Linked DNA regions of Sus scrofa: all the other regions are linked to region 2. The links are chromatin contacts, called in public HiChIP or PLAC-seq maps. All regions are on one chromosome and are shown on one strand. The core of a region is the stretch at or near the end of the contact, and the rest is flanking DNA. Distances in the headings are between cores, read along the strand shown.

Region 1 (3,627 bases), core at 306-2,805, 210 kb before region 2:
CTTCTGGTGCTAGGAAGACATCTGTATATATAATATATATATTAAATTAAATACAGGATTGGGAGTTCCTGTGGTGGCACAGCAAAAAAGAATCCAACTAGGAATCATGAGGTTGCGGGTTTGATCCCTGGCCTTGCTCAGTGGGTTAAGAATCCAGTGTTGTTATAAGCTGTAGTGTAGGCTGCAGACACGGCTCAGATGTGGTGTTGCTGTGGCTCTGGCGTAGGCTGGTGGCTACAGCTCCGATTGGACCCCTAGCCTGGGAACCTCTATATGCCGCAATGTGGCGCTAAAAGGACAAAAGACACACACACAAAAATTAAAATAAAATAAAAAAAATAAATTAAGTATAGTATTAATTAATTTAATACTTGTAAAATATATTTAAAATGAACAGTTAATTGATATAATTAATTAAAAGTCTGTGATCTTGAAAAGAACCTTGAATTGACAGAGAAAGACAAATACAGTATGATATCACTTATATGTGGAATCTAAAAAATAAAACAAACGAGTGAATATAACAAAAAAGAATCAGATTCACAGATACAGAGAACAAACTAGTGGTTACCAGTGGCGAGAGGGGTCAGGGGGAGGAAATTAAGAAGTACAAACTATTAGATATAAAATAAGTTACACAGATATATATCGTACAACATGGGGGAATATAGCCAATGTTTATAATAACTATAAATGGAGCATAGCCTTAAATTTTTTTAAAAAAGAAACTCTGAATGGAGTTTGAGGAGTTGGTATCAATTCTGGCATCTTTAAAACAGATCTGCCGGGGAAGAAGCATTCCATCTCCCTGCCTGCGCATCTGCCCTTGTGAAATAGGTATAATGTCCCCTTTGCACCTTATAGGATTATCACGAGAGTCAAACAAAATATTGCACAGGGGTGTGTAAAAACTAAAAGGCAAATCGCACACACACTCAAACCCCAGCAGGAATAAAATACTGTTATATTAATGTTTAGTTATCACATAATGAAAGAATTTGAACGTGATCTTCCTTAACCAACAGTGATAGAAACTCATAACATGACAAGAGAGCTGGGTGTCCTGTAGGACTTAATTTTCATGTGCTACCGTGAGGCTGTCTGAGGAACTTATCTTATGAAACCCGAGTGTTACTTGGGAGCTTATCAGGAGTGTTTCATGAGGGGAAAAGAGAACAGAGCCTAGCCGTGTCATGGAATATTCCTTCCTTTCTTCCATTGCCCCCAGCCCGGTGCTGTTGCCTTTCTTGCTGTGTATTATTGACAGAGGAAATGCTGATTCATGGGTCTGAGTTACAGGAAACCTTGTTTCCTGGTGAAGAAACAAGCCTGGTGGTGCTGCCAGCCTCCTTCTCCGCCAGTTTCTGCCACAGGCCCTTCTCCCGGGGCCTGACTGACAAGGGGTAGAGCCAACTCGAGCTTAACCAGTGAAGTCACTTTCCCTTGGAATTGAGTTTAACACTCTGTTTCTCCAGACCCTTCAGCTCTGACTCCATGATACCTTTCCAGCTGGGTTCCCTCCCCGCCCCTCTTGCATCCTGAGCTGCAGCCACACATGACCACTCCCAGTCCTTTGTGAATGTCTTATATTTTCCAGTCTCAATGCTTTGGCTCACGATGTGCCCCAGCCTGGAATGGCCCCTGACCCAGTGTCGGTTCATTGAAATCCTACCCATGCTGCAGTTCTGCTCAGCAGCTACCTGCTATGTGAAGCCTGCTGGGTTTCCTTCTCTTTGTTTTTCTTCTTTTTAGTAGGGCTATTTCCAAATATGCACATAAGTGGACAAGCTGTATGGTGAAATTCTGGGTGCCCATCGCCCAGCTTCAGCAATGACCTGATTTCTTTGAAATAACACTTGATCCCTCCTTTTTTTGAACTTGTCTAGTAGCTCTTATGTTCTGTGCTTAATCCATGCTTCTGAACTGAGTTTGAAGAAGGTGAATTGAAGGATTTAGAATGCTCTGTTTACCCACCTGCCACAATGGGGAACCTGAAGCCCAGAGGAGGGAGGGGAGTTGCTCAATGTCCTAAGACAGGGAGTGGCAAGCTGAGATCAGAGTCTTCTGAAGGGCCTCGCGGTCTAAGTGGAAGATGCGGATAGTATTCTCATCACAAGTACATGCTCCTGGATCTCAAGCACTGCAGGAGTTCAGGTTAAGTGATTAGTAAGTGTGTGTTGAATGAATATATTAATCTTCTATCCAATTGATTAATACGATGACCTCTTAGGCTTTGCACAGAGCAGCCCCCTGGTCCTCTCTGTGCTGTAATCTGATATTAACATGCCAAAGATATGCATTGGAGATATCTGACTTAAATGGAGAGAAAAGCCATGTAAATTCTAAAGAACACTAAGAGTTGGTGAAAAGTGTATGTTGATAAATATTTTAAAATAAGTTCTGGGAGTTCCCGTCGTGGCTCAGTGGTTAATGAACCCCACTAATATACATGAGGACTCGGGTCTGATCCCTGGCCTCACTCAGGTGGGTTAAGGATCTGGCGTTGCTGTGGCTGTGGTATAGGTTGGTAGCTGCAGCTCCAATTCGACCCCTAGCCTGGGAACCTCCATATGTTGTGGGTGTGGCCTTAAAAAGACAAAAATAAATAAAATAAGTTCCGAGGTATTATTACATGGATTAGAATTCTGTAGCGGAAGAGCTGAAATGATCCTGAGTTAATCTGCACTAGAAAGTAGGAGAGAAATGGCCCTGAATTTTTTTTCTTAAATTCTGTGGTTTGGAGTACTTGTGCATTTGGTAATTTGGGAGGAAGGCAAGAAGAAAAAGTGTGGAAAGAGAGGGCAAAAACTAAAGAGCTGGTGGGGAAATAATGGCAGTTCTTCATCTTGATCCAGATGAGGCTCAAATCTAGGTTTTGGAAGGACAGCAAGAGGTCATCTGGATGTCCAGTCTGAGACACCCTGACTTTACTATGTCAAAAGGGAAGGAAGGATCTGGCCATCAGACAAAAAGCTGTGGCTAGTGGGGTGGGCAATAGAAAGGTGTGTGGATTTTCCTCATAAAATGGAGCTAAAACACAATTTGAGATCCTTTCCTTGAAAAAAATCTTTTGACTCAGGTTCTTGCGCAAGGTCAGGTTTAATCAGTACGTCACCCCTGCCGTTCTTTGGTAGGGCAAAATGGCTCGGGGAGGAGAGATGTAGGGGCTCTGACTGGGCATCTTTCAGGCACTCCATCTGTACTCTCTCATTGGCCCATCAAACCGGTGGCAGTTACACCATCACCCAGGTCCCAGGGAGGGTCTGAGTTTCACCTGAGTGAAAGTCAGAAAGGGCCTCACTAAGGCCATGACATCTGCCATTACTAGAAGCACAGGAGCAGTAATCCGATGGCATTGGAGAGGTCACCCTGAGGCGAGAGGGGAAGATAAGGAGACCAAGAAGAATTATTAGAATCCTGGGTTCCTGCGTCACATTTCGGTGTGAGCCAGAGACCCAGATGGGGAGACCGTAAGCAGGAATTCTGAAATGGCACCCCTTCCCTACATTTGTCTCTCTCTGTTGGTGTCCCTGGGATGCTTGTTATGAAAAGTGTCAGAACATGGAGTTCCTGTCGTGGCACAGTGGTTAACGAATCCGACTAGGAACCATGAGGTTGCGGGTTCAA
Region 2 (3,523 bases), core at 11-2,510:
CCACAGATACACACCCAGTCTACAGAGAATGGAACCCAAACTCACTCACTGGTTTTCAAGATCCTCCCCGGGATAGTTCCTTTGTTCTCCAATCACCTCTTTTCCTATCTCCCTTAACGTCTTCTATGGTCCAGGCAAAGCAATCGCCCAGTGACTCAGGGGCCCAGAGTATTGGCTTGTTCTTTAATATTTCCCTTTATTTCTTGGGTTAATTCCATCTCCTGGAATGTCTTTCCCCCCACATGTCTGCATATCCAAAACTGCTTAATTGCAGCCTTCTCTGAGAAGAATGCTGTCTCTGAGTTTCCCTGTTTGTACATCATCTTGACTTAATCTGAATATCCCTAGCAGTTTTATTTGTACCTCATATTCTAAAAGTGTTTATTTGCATAGATTTGTCTGTTCCCTCAGAAGGATTAGGTCTAATTCCTCTTTGTTTCACTTACCAGGGAAATTATAATAGCGAATGCTAAGATTTATTGAGCACTTAACAGGTGTGATCTCATTTAATCCTCACAGCTAACAGAGGATGTTGATACTGGTATTTTCCTCATTTTGCAAATAAGGAAACAGAGGCTCAGAATGGTGAAGAAAGTCACTTAAGAACACAGCTACTTAGTGGAGAAGTCAAGCTAGAAATTAGACCTTTCCAATCTAAATCCACGGTTCTTAACATCCATGCCTCCGCATCCTGCATGTTCTTAGCATAAGATGTACTCAGCAAATGCTTATCAACTGAGTGAATGAATGAAAAAATATGAGTCTTCAAGCATACATACTCCCATTCTATGCACAGAACTTCAAGTTCTCTTTCAGCTAATGGCCATTCAAGGAATATTTGCAGAGTTCATGATGGAAACAGTCAGTACAAGAGCAGATGTCAGGGAACTGCTAAGTCTAGAATGTTCTCAAAAGGAACCCCCTTCACTCATTCTTTCGACATTTACTCACCACAATTTATTCTTTTAGGCTTTATCAAAAGTCTGAGTTATACTGGGAAGGTAATATAGAATAAAGAATAAATCAGACATAAGTCCTGGTCTGTGGGTGCTTACATTTTAGGAAGATGAGAATTGACTGGTGTTTTTCAAGTCTGAGAAAGACCAAACATTGGCCAAGCAAAAATAATTCAAGCTCAGGGGATGACCAAAAAAACATTCAGAAGTGACCAGTAAGGTAAGCTTCATGCTGAACAGTGGGATCCTCCCCTTAAAGAGGAAACATAGCTGAAAATCATGAAGAGTGAGTGATGACTCACCCATCAAAACAGGAAGCTCTGTCTGGAAGACAGTGGCATCCAGGCGGCTGAAACCACGAAGCTCCTGCGCAAATACTTACCACAATCCACTTCACCCTTGCTGCTTGGGCTACAGACTGAGGAATGGAGACCCCATCACTGGCCAGGGCTGGAGGCTGGCCAGGCAGCACTGTGATGGGAGATCCCAGGCTCTCAAGGTCACTGCCTCACTCTCATGAAATCTTCCTCCTGGAGCCACTCTGCAAATTTGTGCATATAGGAAAGTGCAGACAATCACAACTCCTTCACTGAGTTGCTGTAAAGACCAAAGAGTTAATACCTGAAAGAGGCATACATTTAACCATGTCTGGCTTATAGAAGCACTCACTCAAGGTTAGCAATTTTTATTATACTTCTACCATTGATTCTGATGGTACGTTTGAACTGAAGAATCCCTAGTGAATTTTAGAAGGAAGAGAGGATGCTTACATTTCACGTGGGTATGAAGTAGGAGAGAAACCATACATCTTACATCTTATAATTACTTCATTGCTAAGATGATAGTGCTCTTACTGGCCTAGGGGCTAGCTTCTCTAAAATGCCTTACAATTGTCCTTGTCCTTTGTAGTAGAGCTCCACATGGATCATGACTTTCCATGTTTGTGGACTTTAATGGGGCCGTCAAATAATTCCACCAAAGCCACGCAGTTATATTTTCCCTCACTTCACCAGACCATTGCATCTATCAGAATCCATGATCTACTGTTGGTATTTAAATGTTACTCTAACCTAGAAAATAGGTGTTTCTTTTTTTAAGGCAAATGCTGATTTAACCCCTGTATTTCTTTCCTATTTAAAACCACAAATGTATATTTAAAAACACATACATGAAAGAAAAAACTTATTTGTGCAAAGAATTTATAACCAGATCCTGGACCTAACTCTACTTCAAGGGAAAAAAAAAAGTTCTGATTTTATATTTTGCAGATAGTCTTTTACTGTAAACATGTTTTAGTAAAAACAGCAGTTTAAAAAATTATGACTAATGAATAAATATTTTCAAAGTGCTATTATTTCTATTTCTTTATGTTTACCTATCAAATATTGCAACTCCACACCAGATGCTAGGGTCTTTCTCTACCCTGTTTTCTTTAAGATGCTTTAAACAAAAGAACACACCAGTAAAAGAGGGAGCTACTTCTCAAGTTGTCTGAAGAGATAACTCAATTGAATAGTCTAGGAATTTCCCCCAAACCCTCAAGTTTATTTCACACCAGAACTAGCCACAGAAAATGTTTGGGGCTTGTTGGTGGGCAGCAGAGCCCAGGAATGGGCTTGGGATATTCTAGGGAATGGTGGCTATGGTGAAAATAGTACAGGCTTTGGAGCCAGGAAGACTGAGACCCAAATCTTGATTCTGCCACACTGGCCAGGTGGCTTTTGAGCCTTTGTTTATTCATATGAAAAGCAATCATAATAACACCAACCTCACAGAACTAAATAAGGTATATAAAGGATTGGGCTAATAAGTTATATCAAGTGCCTAGAACATAGTAGATGCTTCATAATGAGCAGTTCTGATGAGAAGGATAATTTTGATATATTTGCATGCAGATATAATTGGATGGTGTTTGCAGTATATTTGGTAGTGGTTGTTGTATACTGATATCTTAAAAGGTATGTTAGCAGGATTGACTGCCAGGTTGTCACATGGGGAACCAGGAGAGGCTGGCTCCTTCCTCTAGTCCATAGAACTTTCTATAGTGCCTGTCCCAAAGCTCCCTAGACAGATTATCACTTTTTGTACATACTCATCATATCACCATTGACAAGGAAGAGCAGAGCACTTTACTAGGAGTAGGAAGACTAGTGATTTACTTCTGACTTCATCTCAAAAGGCCTCTGTGACCTTGCGTCAGTTACCGCCTCTCTCTGGACCTTGGTTTCCTGGTTTTAAAATGAAGAAATCAGATTGAGATGTCTTCTGGGAAACTTCCAGTTCTAAAATTGTATTAGGTACCCCAATCTATGATTTTCAAACTGAAGTATAGGTTCAAAAGGAAGGAACCCTGTAGAAAAGACTAAGCCAGCTGCTGGAGAGATTAACTATCCATCTTGTGTCTGGAAAAGTGTGATACTGACCTGAATTTCATGTTCCCTTAAAAGCGAAAATCAAAGGAGATCAGATCAAGTTTCTTTCTCTGTGACCAAGGAAGGATTTTCACACAAACTTTGTCATCAATACCGTCATTTATAAACATTTCTCTAGTCCTGGCACTGTGTGCT
Region 3 (4,038 bases), core at 1,122-3,621, 160 kb before region 2:
ACTAACTCACAGAAGACAAATTCCCCAGTCCTGCAAAGTGCAATCCCCTTTCCTTTCAGTGTGTTGTGAAGAACTGCAGGCAGGCACTCTCTTCAAAGGAAAGGTTTTATTTTGAAGCCAGTTACTGAAATGGGAAACCCAAAGGTTAATAATGGCCATGCTGGCTGTTTATAGCCTCCCTCTGCCAATGTAACCATCCCTAATAATAGTTCAAGGATCATGGGACATTTCCAGCATCAGAAGGCCATCAGTCAACAGCATAGGTACCAAAGGGAGCATTTGCTCCTCTGTAGATCCAAATGGCCTCATGGATTTTAGCAGAGGAAAGACACTGGGCAGGAGCAGGGAGGAGGACAGGGCCTGAGCTTTGGAGATTAACAATCCCTCATGTAGGTCTAGCATTTATTCTTACAAAGCACTTTTGCATCCATTATCCAGTGAGATGGGCCAGGCAAGGGAAATCACCCACATTCTCCAGCTGAGAAAACTGAGAATCCAAGGTGAAGGGGACAAGGACACCCTAGTAGCCCGCAGTGCTGTATGTTCATTATAGGGTCCCCAAGGAGCCAGAGACGGGAACCAGGCCCCTTTGATCTGAACTTGAACTATCCCTCATCCCTTTCCACCCCTTTCTTCTCCTCCCTAGTCTTCCTCCTTCTCTGAGAGAAGAGGTACACTAAATACTTTAGTTATAGAAGATTTTTTACTTTTGATCCAAACTTTTTTCTGTGTTTCTTACTTGTTTAGTCATGAGAAGGCAAATCCTACCCCCAACTTCTCTTGAATGTGGTATTTAGCAGAGAACCACCAATGGATGTGTGTGACTGACTCTTTTCTGATGTGCAAAGCTCAACCTTGGGCTGAGGTGGGAGGTGGCAGGTAAGGGCAAGCTTCAATCCTGCCTGATTAAAGTTTGCACTGAGGCCGCAAGAGTAGTGTGGCTGATGCAGGTTGAGGAATGTCACAAGGGAGAGTTCACTGTGGGCTGGCGGTATCCAGGTATCCAGGGGAAACTTCTAGCAGGAGGTATCCCTTAATGAAGCAGCATCTTAAAGGGCAGGCCTGGGTTGAAGTGTGGGGAATGAGGTCCGGAGCAGCCAGAGGATTAAGGTCCAAAGTATGTGGGTTTTTTGTTTTTTGTTTTTTGTCTTTTGTCTATTTAGGGCTGTACCTGTGGCATATGGAGGTTCCCAGGCTAAGGGTTGAATCAGATCTGTTGCTGCTGGCCTATGCCACAGCCACAGCAATGTGGGATCTGAGCTGCACCTGTGACCTACACCCAGCTCATGGGAATGCTGGATCCTTAACCCACTGAGCAAGGCCAGGGATAAAACCCTCATCCTCATGGATATAGTCGAGTTCGTTAAGCACTGAGCCATGACGGGAACTCCAAGGCCCAAAGTTTTAAAAAGTGCAGAGGACATTGTAGGAAATTCAGTGAGACACGCCAGTCAGAAGCAGTGTAACTAATGTTGAAGGAACGCTTTTGAGTCCCACTGGGAAGGGCCTTTAAAGACCAGCCAAGTCACTGGAAGTTTATCCTGTAGGCAGGAGGAGTGTCTGAAGCTTTGTGAATGCAGGAGGTGTCGGAGAAAAATGGTGATCCAGGAAGCTCCTTTTAGCCAACTATGCAGGATGGAGAATAAGGAGAGTAGTTGGGAGAAGAAAGATCACAAGGAGCAAAGGACTCAGAGTCAGGAGGATGACTATGCTGCTCTCTTTGTAAATGTAGTCAGTCCTGCTCAGATACCTACATAACTATATAGGGTTGTCTCTGCTCTAACATAAACAGCTGCCTTGACAGCCCCTCTGGGAGGTCCTAGACACCACATTTGATGAGGTTAAAATGCTTTGTGCATGATACAGCTGCAGAACAAATGGGGGATAATGACCCAGAATGCGGTGGAAGCATGAGTCGGTTGGTGGCCCTGGGGTTGAGCAGTTGGGTGTTGAGTGAGAGGCAAGTCTCCATTTAGGGGGTATCTTCCCTCTGGAGGGATTTCCTTTTCCCTCCTTGGCATGTCCTGTGTCACCTGGTACAGACTGGGGGCTAGCAAAAGTTGGGGGCGTGTCGAGTTAGTTGTCAAGAGCTGAAGACCAAAAGTCCCCCGGGTCCCTAGTAACTTCCTCAAGGGAAAGAAGAAAAAATACACAGCCAGCTTTTCAATCGCAAGCTTGAAATAAAAATAAACCGTCAGGTTACTGTTTCGCAGAGTTGCCGAGTAATACTGGAGGGCAAGGAAGAGTCAGTTTGCACAAGGTGGTTGCTCAATGGAAAGGTCTTGCCAGCGGAGCTGTCCCGGAAGGTCCGAGCAGAAGTCAGCACGGCTGCTCTCGGAGCTGCTCATTGGAAGCCAGGCCTTGACCTCATAGAAAAGAGGGCTAGCACGAACGAGTGGGATGAAAAACTGCTGAAAAGTGACTGGGTTAGGAGGTGGGAGAGAACTTACTGGGCTTTCAGCCAGCCCTGGACTTCTAGTGGAAGCATTTCACAATCTCCTCCTTTCTCTGTGGGTTATGTCCTTGAATTGAACAGCCAGTGGGGGCTTCTTGGGTGAGTGGAAAGTGCACTGGACTGGGGGGGCCAGATCTCTGCATTCGGCTGTCCAGTGGTGTGACCCTCCCTCGCTGGGCCAGAGTTAGACTAACCTGCATGATCTCAGGGGCTCCCTTCAAATCTAGACTCCTGGGAGGTACAGGACTGGCCAGCCTGTCTCTTCAGATTGGAATTCAGAGGGGACAGCCACTGTGAGTGAACTGACCTACAGCCTAGAGCCGCTGAGTTCTGAGGCCAGGCTTTAGCTCTGGCCAAAATAGCAACACAGGGAAAGTTTCAAACGAGGTAAAGCTTGGGGCAGAAGAGTTTGCCTGCCGACCAAGGCTTGCAATTTGGATGAATCAGAAAGCTGGGATGACCTCTGAGTTCACCCACAGCAAGCTGTGGAGCTCCGTGTATCTAGGATTTCCCTAATCAATTCCATGTACGAGGGCAGCATCTTCCCTTTGAGCTTGGAAGAATATAAGCCAAAGATCATTTCTCTCCCACTCTCATTTGCCTTCCCCAAGTCTCAGAAAATAGGACCTCTTCCCTTCCCATTCTCCCACTTCCTGAGCAGATTGCCAGTGGTAAATGCAGCACTTTCTTTTTCCTACTCACTTCCCCTGTTCTTTCTGGTCACCAGGAATAGCACTAGTCCAGGCTTTGGGAAGTAGGATAATAGGGCATGAGGGCAAAGTTCACTGAGCTGTCCTATTGGTCCCTTTGGCTGCCCAGGCTGTGCTGTGTATCCACGTAGGCAGAATCCAAGGGTGAGTTGCTCTGTCTCAATTCTGGAGAGACCAGTTATTCCCAAGCAGCTCAGGCTCACCATCGACTTTCTTTGGCCCTCCATCCAGAGGAACACTGAATAAAAGAAATCTTTACGGTGTACCTGTGATTCATTTTTAGATGAGTCAAAGTATTCAGAGGTAGATCAGTTTCTGCTTCCAAGGAAGGAGACAGATTAAGTGGGAAAATCACGCTAAAACTATGCATAAGACGAGGATAGCCAGAGTACAGGGAGATTTCAAAAGAAGTAGAACTAGTTGTTGTTTGGGAGGTTACAGAAGGCTGTGTGGAAGGAAAGACTTAAGATAGACCAAATGCTGACAACATTATGATTATGGTTATTATGATAGCTAACTTTTGTTTCAGTTCTTACTATGTTCTAGGTACTGTGCTAAGCCCTTGTATATTATCTTAGTTTCCCTTCATGAAAGCCCTTCCTGTTTAGATAGCATCATTTTGTAGATGAAGAATATGAGGCTTAGAGAGGTTAAGTAACTTTCCCAAGGCCACCCAGCTGCTAAATGACTAGAGCCCATGGTTTTCCCAGAGGTATATGGTTAGGAGGTATTCCTAGTGGGAGATAAAGAATGACAGCTTGGAGGGAGAACACACAGCATAATTTGATGTAGAGCTAGGAGTGGGTGAGGACCAGTGGGACTAGAGGGCCAGTGGGGAGTTTGACCTTGTTCTGGAAGCTACAGGAAGACTTA

The links. HiChIP or PLAC-seq counts read pairs in DNA pulled down with a chosen protein or histone mark.
Region 1: an H3K27ac HiChIP or PLAC-seq map of alveolar macrophages shows a contact between it and region 2. The contact joins two enhancer-like sites. A contact is called at or near these places in 1 of 47 Hi-C or Micro-C datasets (liver) and 1 of 2 datasets of contacts at active chromatin or transcription factors (alveolar macrophages).
Region 3: a contact with region 2 is called in an H3K27ac HiChIP or PLAC-seq map of alveolar macrophages. The contact joins two enhancer-like sites. A contact is called at or near these places in 2 of 47 Hi-C or Micro-C datasets (embryonic fibroblasts and liver) and 1 of 2 datasets of contacts at active chromatin or transcription factors (alveolar macrophages).

What each region holds. Positions count from the first base shown.
Region 1 is chr13:125,639,124-125,642,750 of Sscrofa11.1, reverse strand. No RefSeq gene overlaps it. Among named protein-coding and RNA genes, the nearest start is that of LPP, 140 kb to the left of the region's middle. Within about 2 kb of position 1,555, at least 20 of the 83 cell types and tissues checked have an H3K27ac peak or open chromatin away from gene starts, as enhancers often do. A contact at or near this core is called in alveolar macrophages, where this site is marked.
Region 2 is chr13:125,430,133-125,433,655 of Sscrofa11.1, reverse strand. LOC106508010 (a long non-coding RNA gene) reads right to left here. Exons shown (of 7, transcript XR_001304509.2): 1 at 1,339-3,523. Among named protein-coding and RNA genes, the nearest start is that of BCL6, 42 kb to the right of the region's middle. Within about 2 kb of position 1,260, at least 7 of the 83 cell types and tissues checked have an H3K27ac peak or open chromatin away from gene starts, as enhancers often do. A contact at or near this core is called in alveolar macrophages, where this site is marked.
Region 3 is chr13:125,585,939-125,589,976 of Sscrofa11.1, reverse strand. No RefSeq gene overlaps it. Among named protein-coding and RNA genes, the nearest start is that of LPP, 190 kb to the left of the region's middle. Within about 2 kb of position 2,371, at least 22 of the 83 cell types and tissues checked have an H3K27ac peak or open chromatin away from gene starts, as enhancers often do. A contact at or near this core is called in alveolar macrophages, where this site is marked.